Regions from separate parts of the Mus musculus genome. Here region 1 is linked to region 2. The links are chromatin contacts, called in public Hi-C maps. All regions are on one chromosome and are shown on one strand. Each heading gives the region's core, a stretch centred on a gene start, on an enhancer-like site or on the middle of the called end of the contact. The rest is flanking DNA. Distances are from core to core; before and after follow the strand shown.

Region 1 (2,921 bases), core at 230-2,729, 220 kb before region 2:
TCAGCTTCGAAGGTTCTAACCTTCTAACACTCTGGTTTCTCATCTTCCAGATGTGGATAAGCTGTGCTTCAACTCCTGCTACAGACAGAAGCGTGCGTGTCCCACACTGGCAGTGGCAACTTCCCATCCTCCAAGGCTCCCACTGTGACGGACCAGTGTCCTCAGAAGCCACAAGCTGACACAACTCTTATTCCTGTAAGCTGCCTCTATGAGGCTTTTTGTCTCGGAGGTGAGAAAAAGAACAAACCATGTTTTCCCACAGTGGTCAATCTTATAGACTTTCTCTTTAAACTTCAGAGGGCTGAATTACATATTCTCATAAAAGAATGTATTTCATTATGTTTTAAAATTTTATTTATAGAAATCTGAGTGAAATGGACTTCATGATTCCTTTTAAGCAACCACATTATATATCAAAATGCACTTCCCTGATTTTTATTGATCAAGTAAGCTAAACTTTTCTGCTTATTTTGATTTTTTTTTTTAAAAACCACATGCTCTTTGCATTTATAATATTAGTTGTATCTCTGTCACTGTGAAGAAAATACTTAAGATAAAACAACCCAAAGGAGGGAAGATATATTTTGGCTGACATTTTCAAGAGATTCAGTCTACAATCACTTAGCTCCATTGTCTCTGTGTGAGGTGTGACATCACGGCCAGTGGACACGTGTTGGAAGTGAAACAAGGATTCCTATCTGATGGTGGCCAGTGGGGAGAGTAAGGGAAAGTGGGAGGAGGGGAAGGAAGGAAAGGGGATGGGGAAGGGGGATGAGACAGGAGGAGGAGGAGGGTGAGGAGGAGGGTGAGGGGAGGGGAGGGGGAAGGAGTGTGAAGAGGAGGACGGTGAGGAGGAGTAGGAGAGCCAGGAGGAGGAGGGTGAGAGGGAGGATGGTAAGGAGGAAAGGGGGGAGAAGAAGGGGAAGGGGGAGGGGGAGGAAGAGGTGGAGGGGGAGGAGGAAGATGAGAAGTATGGTAAGGGTGAGAAGGTGAAGAGGAGGAAGGTGAGGAGGAGAATGGTGGTGTGGGAGAGGGTTGAAGAGGAGGGGGAGGAGAAGGAGAAGAAATGGAAGGAGGGGAGGGGAAGGAAGAAGACATATAGATATACAAGACACAGACTTTGATATGCAGAGTCTCTCTTTTTGTCTCTCTCTCAAGTGCACCCCCAACACACACACAGACTCTTTTCTAGGCACCCACGTAGTTGATCCATGCCCGTTGCTCCTCCAGTTTTAAGTTAAGAGCAGTTGACAATGACAGTGCTGGCTTTTGACTGGAATGGGGCCATGAAGGTCATAAGAGAAGCAGGGAGGCTTGCCTGGAAGTGTTAGCTACGGTGCAGCTTGGGGTCAGACATTCATATAAGCTTGGCGAGCAGAGGCTGGGCGTGGCACCTATTTGGAAGGCAGGGCTGATGGTGTGTAGCTGGCAGACTAGACGTGGAGTGTAAGAGAATGAAAATACAAGGATGACTCTGAGAACTGCGGCATGAGTAATCATCTGAACGGGCACTGCTTACTAAAAGGGAAAATTCCAAGGAGCACGTTCAGCGCCAAGAATAAACTAAGTTGTTGCTTTCTGGTAGCTGACTCAAGCACTCACATCTTTGAGCTCTCTCATAAGCTGGTCACATTCGCGGTCCATTGAATGTTATCTATCCCAGTGCCACGCTGCTGCACCTGCCACTTCCACACCTGAAGTGTCCTTCCCACTCTCCTCTACCTTGAAAACACTTGCTCATCTGTCAGGAATAATCTCAAATGTCAGCTCTTTCTGGCTACCTTTCCGATTCCTGCGGGCACAGTTGGGGGTTTCAAGCTGGAGCTACACTACCCAGCCACAGAACCACAGAGATGCGTACTTGTCTGTCTCTGCCACCCAAGGGGTGAGTTCCCTAGGGCAGAATCCCATTTTCCTTCTGGTTTCTTTTACTGTATCAGAACACCTACAACAAAGATGGGCATTCAGTGAATACTGGCTGTCTCCAACATTCCATGTCTTATGTCATACTTTCCTCTAGGTACCTGGGCATGCAGCAGGAACAAAGCGAGGGAACATGTCTCAGGGAGCACTTACCCTCAGGAGAAACATCAATATACAGACAGTTTCCCAGCAGAATGTGATAGAGAGAAAAGTGTAGGCATGACAAGAGAGTGGATGAACTCGGGATGGGGTCTTGCATTTGGCATCTTGGTCACAGTAAGTCCCTTGAGCAGATTCTGTGTGACTCGAGTGAGCAGACCATGTAGATTTCAGAGAGCAAAATAAGTGGCTTGTTCAACAACTTTATAGAATGAGCAGGCTTGACACTATGCTAACCTTCCAGAGTGGCTGGAGGTCATGGACAGAGAGGGTTACAAAGGTGAAGCGCTGGCAGGGTACGTGGAGGTTTGCGAGTAGTCTGAAGTCTATGTATAACAATAGTGGGTGAGTTGTATAGGATTTCATTTATGCTTCAAAATGATCACTTTGATGTTTAAGTGGAATGGGCTGGCAGGGAGGCATGGTGGAAGCTCCTGGGTAGTATTAGCAAACGGTCTAGCTGATGGATCAGAAGAGGGAGGAAACAGCAAAAAAGATGGCAAAGTGGCCGGGTTCCACAAGTGCTTAGAAAGTGCGACTGGTAAGATGTGCTAATGAGTAGGTGGAGGAAGTAAAGGAATAGAGTTAATGATGGCTCTGAGAAGTTCCAAGTAAGTGACCAGATGGCCCGGGGTGGCTTTGGTGAACGGGAAACCCCAGGGAGAGGCTCGGGTTTGGGAGTGAGAGGAGGTGTGCTCAGACTCAACATCCCATGGATGGCCCTAGGAAGGGATCAAAAGGACCAGGGGACAGGGTTAATTCTAGAGAGGTAAAGTGGGAGCCTTGAGTCTAGAGATGATTTAAAACCCACACAACTGGATGAGATCATCCTGGGAGCG
Region 2 (2,700 bases), core at 53-2,552:
AACCGTGGGAGAAGAGCGGGCCTGTAATGCAGACGTTCATTCAAAAGGTAGTTTTAGAATAAACTTGAAAAACTTCAGAACCAAAATATAACTCACAATTTGGGAACCAGTGTGAAGCAGAAATGCACCTGTAGTCTCAGGGCAGGAACAGGTTTTAAGAGCTTTAAATATCTTGCCGAGGCGTCTGTGCTTTTTCTGTGGGCAGAAAAACACAGCAGGTGGAGTTCAGAGTGAGGCCCAAGGAGCCAATTCACTCCCTCCCTCTTCTCCTCGGTGGCCATGTTAGCTAGCGCAACATAGAAAAGCACCAGGAATAAAAGATGCAGAGAGGACCAGAGAGGCATCCCATCAAACCCCAAAGTACCAACAGGTCAGCGTAAGACAAAAGATCCATTGTAAAAGAAGTTTCCAAGAGGCAAGACTGACGTAAAACTTCATTTAATTAAAACAAAAAAAAACCCAGAAAACACAAAAGAAAACAAACAAAAAACCTTCTGTGAGAAGCTGGCAAGAGGCTCAGAGGTTAAAAGCAGGTACCCTAGGGGGCAGTTCTCAGCAGCACCCACCCACCTCACCTGCACACATCCACACACACACATTTACTTACTTATAAATAAAATCCTACTGTGAGTGTTGTATTTATTCATTCATTCATTCATTCATTCATCTCTCATTCAAATACTACTGAATGCTGTATTTCTCTCTCTCTCTCTCTCTCTCTCTCTCTCTCTCTCCCTCCCTCCCTCCCTCCCTCCCTTCCTCCCACCCTCCCTCCCTTCCTCCCACCCTCTTTCCTCCTGTGAGTGCTCTGTGAAGGATTCACTTCCCTGACCAGGCAGAGAAGGTATAAGGCCTGCCCAGCAGCTCAGGACAAAGGGTGGTCTACACATTAAGAGGGAGCAATGGTTAGAAAGCTAAGAGCGCAGGTATGTGAGCAGGCAGGCTCCTCCTGAACCTGGAGAGTCCCTTGTTCTAACTTCAGAGTCTTTGTGGCAAAGCACTGACAGAATGGCCTGCAGCAAAAGCCAACCAAACTAGCCAGAGAACAGGCAAGGCTCCACATGTAGACTGGAGCAAGCTGGTGCTCAGGACAGCGGCAGCCCTGGCCATGGACACAGGCAGCTCGCTTCCTCTCTGTCGGGGCTGACTCTCTTCTGTGAACCCCCTTGTTGGAATCCTTTGGCCATGACTCACAGGGCAATCGGGCTACTCAGCAAGCCCACAGCCCTTCACAATAGACTGTGTAGGAGGCGCCCAGCTCCCGGTGGCCTGTGGTCTGTTCAGTTTTTTCCTTTCTGCATTCTGGGAGGATCTGCTTTTCAGCCACACTTCCCTCAAAACACAGCCCTGGAGGCAACGCTTAGTGCACAGATTTCTGAGCGATGAAATAATCCACTTTGCTTTCTTAGTCAGAGCGAAACTAAAAACAGTAAGACGAAAAAACAATGGGGTCACCATCACACCTACAAAAACACGATTTCATACTCTGGTGACATAAAGAGGTCAGGGGGGAAAAAGCTCAAACTAACATTTTCCAACCTTTCACTGAGAGCAGGGGCTAAAACCGCATGTTTTGAAGGGCTCACGCTGTGTTATTATTAGAAGTCACAATTCTATTGACACTGATGAGTCACCCCTTATCGACAGAAACCAAGACCGTCCGTCAGCATATGCTACAGTCACTGTGGCTTTCTCTTTATTACTGGTCAGAGAGCCCTCCTTTCCTGGAGAAAGCTTCTCCAGGCTAGCAAGAGGCTCTGTCTCAGCCCCTGCTCAGCTTTCCCTGCGCCAGCTCAGCAGCTTTGCATCATCGTCTGGGAGTCTAGGATGATCTGATCAACTCCCGTCCACAAAAGGAAGTTTATGTAGCGACCTCAGAAAAAACAGCATTTCACACTTTCTGACGAAAAACCCAAACCGGAGCTATGTAAACAAAACAGGCAGAGGGAGTCAGCTAAGTCAGGTGACAGCATCTTCCTGACCCCAGGCTAGGCGCTTTGTTTTTGTTTTCACATCAATAGCCAGCAACAGATATAAACAAAGGCTGTGGTCACCAGGGGACGACTTCACTTGCTAGTCACACCCCCTTACTGGCCCTGCCTCCTGTTTCTGCTGCCCACAGAGGGAGAAATGGGCCAAGTGTCTGTAATGCCAAGGAAGTCCACTTCAAGTTTTAAAAAGTCCTTGAGGGGGTGCTAAGTCGTTAACAGCAGAATCTCTCCTTACCCATTTGTCTGGGTTTGAAGATTCCCAAAACAATAAAGTGAAAGCCAATTCTTCCAGAAATGAGGTTGTGCCCTATGCTGTCCCTGTAGAGGCAGACATGTGCCTGCTTTTCCTACCAGCCAGAGGCTGTGCTGGGGAGACAGAGGGAAGAAGAACCCAGCCAGTTCACAGTGATCACAGACCCAATGACAGCCGACCTCCCACCCTCCCCAGGCCATGCTGGTCCTAAGCACCGCAGGCAGAGCAGCCAAGGGAGCCCCACAGCCCCGGCACATGAGTCAGCAAGGGGACTGCTGACTGCGCAGCACTGTGGCATGTACAATGCAGGGTGCAACAAAACCGGGACACACAAGAATCTCTGCACGCATGCACGCGCACGCGCGTGCGCGCGCACACACACACACAGACACACACACACACACAGACACAGAGACACACACACAGATACAGAGACACAGACACACACACACAGAC

The links. A called contact is a pair of places that touch in the nucleus more often than the background predicts.
Region 1: a Hi-C map of embryonic fibroblasts shows a contact between it and region 2, with 1.8 times the contacts expected there. The contact joins two enhancer-like sites. A contact is called at or near these places in 14 of 39 promoter capture datasets (the 3T3-L1 cell line, 3T3-L1-derived adipocytes, the C10 cell line and 9 more), 1 of 15 datasets of contacts at CTCF or cohesin (the NIH/3T3 cell line), 5 of 484 Hi-C or Micro-C datasets (the 3T3-L1 cell line, Th1 cells, Th2 cells and 1 more), 9 of 115 datasets of contacts at active chromatin or transcription factors (CD8 T cells, differentiating embryonic stem cells, embryonic basal ganglia and 6 more) and 1 of 9 other capture datasets (adipose tissue).

Annotation. Positions count from the first base shown.
Region 1 is chr4:32,464,744-32,467,664 of GRCm38.p6, reverse strand. All of the region lies in intron 1 of Bach2 (BTB and CNC homology, basic leucine zipper transcription factor 2), which reads right to left. Among named protein-coding and RNA genes, the nearest start is that of Bach2, 49 kb to the right of the region's middle. Within about 2 kb of position 1,479, at least 38 of the 459 cell types and tissues checked have an H3K27ac peak or open chromatin away from gene starts, as enhancers often do. A contact at or near this core is called in embryonic fibroblasts, where this site is marked.
Region 2 is chr4:32,249,718-32,252,417 of GRCm38.p6, reverse strand. It overlaps a transcript of Bach2 not described here. Among named protein-coding and RNA genes, the nearest start is that of n-TGccc3, 21 kb to the right of the region's middle. Within about 2 kb of position 1,302, at least 326 of the 459 cell types and tissues checked have an H3K27ac peak or open chromatin away from gene starts, as enhancers often do. A contact at or near this core is called in embryonic fibroblasts, where this site is marked.